Linked DNA regions of Pan troglodytes: region 2 is linked to region 1. A link is a contact called in public HiChIP or PLAC-seq data. All regions are on one chromosome and are shown on one strand. Each heading gives the region's core, a stretch centred on a gene start, on an enhancer-like site or on the middle of the called end of the contact. The rest is flanking DNA. Distances are from core to core; before and after follow the strand shown. Region 1 holds the start of TRAPPC9 (trafficking protein particle complex subunit 9). Region 2 holds the start of AGO2 (argonaute RISC catalytic component 2).

The links. HiChIP or PLAC-seq counts read pairs in DNA pulled down with a chosen protein or histone mark.
Region 2: a contact with region 1 is called in an H3K4me3 HiChIP or PLAC-seq map of stem cell-derived excitatory neurons, with 6 times the contacts expected there. The contact joins the promoter of AGO2 here to the promoter of TRAPPC9 in region 1. A contact is called at or near these places in 4 of 7 Hi-C or Micro-C datasets (blood, induced pluripotent stem cells, a lymphoblastoid cell line and 1 more), 1 of 1 datasets of contacts at active chromatin or transcription factors (stem cell-derived excitatory neurons) and 1 of 1 other capture datasets (stem cell-derived neural stem cells).

The regions. Positions count from the first base shown.
Region 1 is chr7:150,737,077-150,739,882 of NHGRI_mPanTro3-v2.0_pri, forward strand. It overlaps TRAPPC9 (trafficking protein particle complex subunit 9), which reads right to left and starts at 1,453. Exons shown (of 23, transcript XM_001142596.8): 1 at 1,154-1,453. The coding sequence starts at 1,437.
Region 2 is chr7:150,913,782-150,916,587 of NHGRI_mPanTro3-v2.0_pri, forward strand. AGO2 (argonaute RISC catalytic component 2) reads right to left here and starts at 1,373. Exons shown (of 19, transcript XM_024345294.3): 1 at 1,117-1,373. The coding sequence starts at 1,138.

The DNA of each region.
Region 1 (2,806 bases), core at 203-2,702:
GATCTCAGGGCGGGGAAAGCGCCGGGGGCGTGGGCTGTGCTGGGCCCCAGGCCCCAGCCGCGCGTCCCAGACCCCGCGGGCTGCAGGGGGCTTAGCCAGGCCCAGGGGCGGGGGGCTCCAGCGCCGCGGACGGCCCGGGAGGGGAAGCCAGGCGGAGACAGCTGGGAGGCGCAGAGGGGAAGGGGACCCCCGCCGCGGGCTCGGGAGAGCAGAGCCGGCCCGGGCAGCAGGTGTGGGCCGGGTCCCGGACAGGTGTCCGCCGAGTCTTCAGCGGGTGTGGACACGGCCTTGGACAGATGTAAGCAGAGCGCCAACAGGAGCAAGGGCGCCTCGAGCAGGTGCACGCTGAACCCCGGCCGGGCAGCGGACCCGGACAGGTGTGGCGGGCGCCGCCCGGACAGGTGAGGGCCGGGCGAGCCCCTCCGCGGGACGCGCCGACTCCACGGCCAGCCGCGCAGCCCTCCCCGCAGCCGGTCCGAATTGCCTGACCGGGAGCCCCCCCGCTTTGCACTTACACAGCCGGTGGCCCCGGGCCCGGAGCGGGAGCCCACGACCTGGCGGGCAGCGGGGCCGAGTAGCCTCTGCGGCCACTTCCCAGGCTCTGGGCTGGCGCTTCCGACTGGCGGCCGAGCCGGCGCTGCTCCTGCGCGTGCGCGGAGGCCAGGCCTGGGCCCCCGATCCGTCCCGGGTTTTGCAAGAGACGCGAGGGAAGCAAGAGGGTAGGAGCGAGGGAGAAAGGAGGAAGGAGGAGCGAGGGAGAGAAGCGGGGACAGGGAGGGAGGGGACGGGGGAGGGAGGAGGAGGAGAGTGGGAGGAGGAGGGGTGAAAGAAGGAGGGAGGGGCAGCGAGAGAGAGAAGCGGGGGACAGGGAGAGGGTGGAGGAGGGAGAGAAAAAGGAGGGGTGAAAGGAGGGAGGAGGAGCGAGGGAGAGAAGCGGAGACAGGGAGGGACGGGACAGGGAGAGGGAGGAGGAGGGAGAGAAAAAGGAGGGGAGAAAGGAGGGAGGAAGAGGAGGAGGGAAGGAGGGAGATGGAGGGAGATGGAGCGAGGAGGGAGGGAGGGACCGGAGCAAGAGAGCGGAGACTAGGAGGAAAGCTTCTGCACCTGGGGCGGCGCAGCTGGAAGGAGGCCCAGTTCTGTCCCCGCCGCTTACCAGTCCTTCAGGGCGCGCAGCTCAAATTTCACTTCCTCTGTGAAGCTCAGGGGTGGAGGCTCCGCGGAAGCCCACTGTGGATCCCTGCGGCACCCCCTGTGACCCTCACGGTACCCCCCGTGACCCCCACGGTCGTGCCCCCCACGTGGGTGGGTGACCGTGGCGCGCGCGGCCTGGGAGCGCCTCCAGGATCGCAGGGCCCGGGAGGCACGTGAGGTTCGAGCCCCAGCCTGGGCCGGCTTCCCCCTGTGTGGCGCGCGGTCTTGATCCCCAGCTGGCACCATGGCACTCCCGACTTTGAGGGCCCCAACAATCCATCCACATAAAAGGTTCCAAAGTGGCGACAGGGGCTAGGACAGCTGTCGTTAGTTCAGTGCCAAGGCGCCAAGCTTGCTAAGTGCGGGCAGAAGCCATTTAAGGATTTAAACCCCTCTGGGTTCAAAAATAAAATAAAATAAAGCAGGAGATGGGGGAGGCTTACAGACTTAAGATGCCCAGCACATGAATTAACAGTGGCATCCGCAGGGAAAATTGAAAACAGAGAGCCGCTCTCCGTTATGTATGTTTAATGTTCTGTTTGAATCTTTTAACATGTACATGTATTTCTTTTTCAATTAAAAAATCCTGGCCAGGAGAAATGGCTCACACCTGTAATCCCAACACTTTGGGAGACTGAGGCGGGTGGATCACTTGAGGTTAGGAGTTCAAGACCAGCCTGGCCAACATGGTGAAACCCCGTCTCTACTAAAAATACAAAATTAGCCAGATGTAGTGGCGCGCGCCTGTAATCCCAGCTACTCAGCAGGCTGAGGCAGGAGAATCGCTTGAACCTGGAAGACAGAGGTTTCAGTGAGCCGAGATCATGCGATTGCACTCAAGCCTGCGCAACAACTGCAAAACTCTATCTCAAAAAAAAAAAAAAAAAAAAAAAAAAACACTAAAAAGGGCTGGGTGTGGTGGCTCACACCTGTAATCTCAGCACTTCGGGAAGCCAAGGCGGGTGGATCACCTGAGGTCAGGAGTTCAAGATCATCCTGGGCAACATGGTGAAACTCCAGTCTCCACTAAAAATACAAAAATTAGTTGAGCGTGGTGGTACATGCCTGTAATCCCAGCTACTAGGCAGTCTGAGGCAGGAGAATCTCTTGAACCCAGGAGGCGGGGGCTGCAGTAAACCGAGATCACACCACTGCACTCCAGCCTGGGTGACAGAGAGAGCCCATCTCAAAAAAAAAAAAAAAAAAAAATCCTAAAACGGAAAAGTAAAGAGGACAGGAGTGGTTTTCTCAGCACATACAGCAGCAAGGGAGAAATGGTCTGAGCCAGCGTTTTTCCTTTCAGCCAGCAGGCACTTACCCGCTCTGGGCTATGTGACCAGGGCTGTTTTATTATCACATGTGTTATAAAATAAGATACTATCCCTCATCCCTGCTCACGGCTAGTGGAAAACCAATTGAGTTTTTATTGAATTATTTTCTACAGAGTCAGAATGAGTTATAAATAAAACATATCTTCAGGGCAAAACAAATAGAGCTGATTTCCAGCCTGCCAGACAGCCAGGAAGTTTTCAACAGAGGTGCCCAGGGGCTGAGGAAGAGTGTCTCCCTGACAACGCACAAGCTGCCCAACGTGGCTACCTCATGGTGTTACGAC
Region 2 (2,806 bases), core at 123-2,622, 180 kb after region 1:
TCCTCGCCCGGCCGGGTAAACAGAAGCCCCGAGCCCGGCGGGGCCTGCGCCGCCTGCGGCCCGGCTGGGGCCCAGCGGACAAAGGGGAGCAGGCGGTGCCCCGTCCCAGCGGCCAGGCCGGCCGAGAGAGCCAGGAGCCACGTGCCTGGTGGGAGCACGCCAAAAGCAGGAGAACACCTGACCGTTTTCTTTGGCCCACCAAGGAAACCGCCTTCTACTCCGCATTTAAAAAGAAAAACAATGCGCTACTGCTTTAAGTTTTTTAGAACTTTTCCAGAGAAAGGCCGACTAGCAACAAGGGGTGCTACAGGAATCCACCTCGCCTCACCTCTCCTAGGAAATTGTAAAAGGAATTAGCACTTGAATGGGGAGGCCGGCGTGTCTGGAATGAGAACGAGCCGCGCACGCAGTTTGAGGGTTCCGGGGAGCCGCGTCCTCCCCTTTCCAGGCGACAGTCCTAACTACAGGAATTGGCCAAAATTCAGCATTTCCAGACTTTCCTTGGGAAAAGGGGCCGAAGAAGTGCTGGCAACAAGAAGGACCACAACGGAGCGCGCCACAGACTCACCGCGGCTGGGGTCGGGACCGGCGCAGCCCCCTCCCCTCCCGCCCGTGCGCGCCCCGAGCCCGGCGCCCCGACCCGGCCTCCACCCGCTCAGGCGCTTAGGGTCAGGCCGGGCCGGGCTGCGGCGCCCCCATCCCCGCCCGGGCAGCGAGGCCGGGCCAAGCGGGGCGCTCCGGGCCTCGGGCCTACACGCGGCGGCCGCCTCGGCCCCGGCCCCAGCCCGCGGGCCCCGGGCGGGGGATGCGAGGGCGCTGGGACGCGGGCCCGAGGCGCGGGAGGGGCCCAGGCCGCGCGGGGCGCCCCGACGACTCGCGGGGGCCGAGGAGGCCGGGGCTGCGCGTCCAACGCGGGGCCGAGAAAACGGCCGGCTCGGCCCCGCCGCCGCCGCTCCTCGAGCCCCCAAGCGCGGCCCCGGCTCTCCCGCCCCCGGCCCCCGCCGCCCCGACCCCGCGGCCCCCCGATCCCCGGCCCCTGCCGCCCGCGCCGGGCCCGCCAACCACGGGCAGGAGCGCGCGAACGGCCGGGCGGGCGCCCCGAGCGCGAGGACTCACCGGGGCCGGCTCCCGAGTACATGGTGGCGCCGCCGAGGGGCTCCGGGGCCGAGGGGCGGCCGCGCGCGCGCCACGGGCCCCGACGCCGTGAGCCGCGAGGGAGCCGCCGGCCGCACGATCCGCCCCGGCGCGGCCGCCTCGCCAAACAGGTTTACCCGACGCGGCCGGGGCGGCGGGCGGAGGCGGCGGCGGGAGCGGGAGCGGGAGCGGGAGGGGCGGGGGAGGAAGGAGGAGGGAGGGGGAGGGGAGGCGAGGCCGGCGGCGGGAGCGCGCTCGCGGGGGGAGCGGGGCTGGGCGCGCGGGCGGGGTCCGCGGCGGCGGCGGCGGCGGCGGCGGCGGCGCCGGGTCTGGCGGGGCCTGGGGCGGGGACCCGGGGAGGGGCCTGGAGACCTCGCCGGGCGGTGGGAACCGCGGGCGGGAGCGGGGACGAGGGCCGAGGGCGGCGCGGCCCGTGTGGCGCGGGGGCGGGCGCGGCCCCGGGGACCCTTCACTGCCACCCAGAGAAGCGGCGTCTTCCCGACGGGGAGGAGCCGGGCCCCCCGGCTGTGCCGCCGGAGCCGGGGGGGGAGGCCACGCGCCCTCGCTTTCCCCGCCGCCCCCCAGTGGGGGGCGCAGAACCCTCCCACCCTCAGCCCCTCAGCCCCCAGCCTGGCTCTTTAAGTTACTACAGAAACGCGGAGGTCGGGAAGCTCCCTCCCAGCCCGGAGCTTGAACTTGAACGCGGCCGGCCGCTCGCGCAGGACCACACCGCCACCTCCCGGCGCGGCCCCAGAACCCAGATAATCCGTTTAAAGCACTTAGAAAGTCTAAGAAGTTTTTAGTAAATTGTAGCTGGTATCAGGGATCAGATCAGCGGACACGCCCATTCCAGCAGTCAGGGGCCTGCTCGGACCGTCGTGCACCTCCGAGCGTTTCTGTCCGGTCCCTCCGGGTCCGTCTGTTTTTCGGAGGCTTTCCTGGAAAAGCCAGCCTGTGGCTACCTCCTTTCTCCCCTAAGTGATGGAGGATTAGAAGGCAGAGGGTGACCCACAATCTAAAGTGCCTGGTCGCCTTTTCCCAGATTTCCCGGAGCATTCCTTCACCCCGTGGCATCGGCTGTCTGCATATGGGTGCAAGGCCCTGTTCCGGGCGAAGAATAAACAGGAGTTCTGACTGACAGGAGCTCCGCAGCCAGCAGGGTGGTCACTAGTTCTCTGCAGTCTCGGAGGACAGCCCTGAAGAAGGGCAGGAGAACCAGCACTTCCTCCGAAAACTCAAAAGGACATCAGTCTTCACCAAGTTGCTGATACAAAACGTGCTCCTGAAATGTGTAGTTATGAGCACCAGGAAACCTGCGTAGGAGTGTGCATGGCATTCTTCATCACCGCTTGGACTGCATGGCACTGAATACCCACGGAGAGCAGGATGGAGAAACAGTGTGCTCATATTCACAGGATGGAATCTAGCCACTCACAAAAATTCCAAAACAGGCAAAATTAAACTGCATTCTTTAGGGAAGCATCATTAAGTAGTAAATAATTGACAGAAGGGCAAGAAGGTGCTTACTCTAAGTGTCAGAATGGTGGATACAGCTGGGGGTGAGAGGGCTGTGACCACAGCAGGGCCCCTGGGGGATTTGGGGGTGCCAGGCCTGTTCCTTCCTGCCATGGTGCCCTTCATTTGGCAGCCATCCCTTAAACTGCACTTTTAC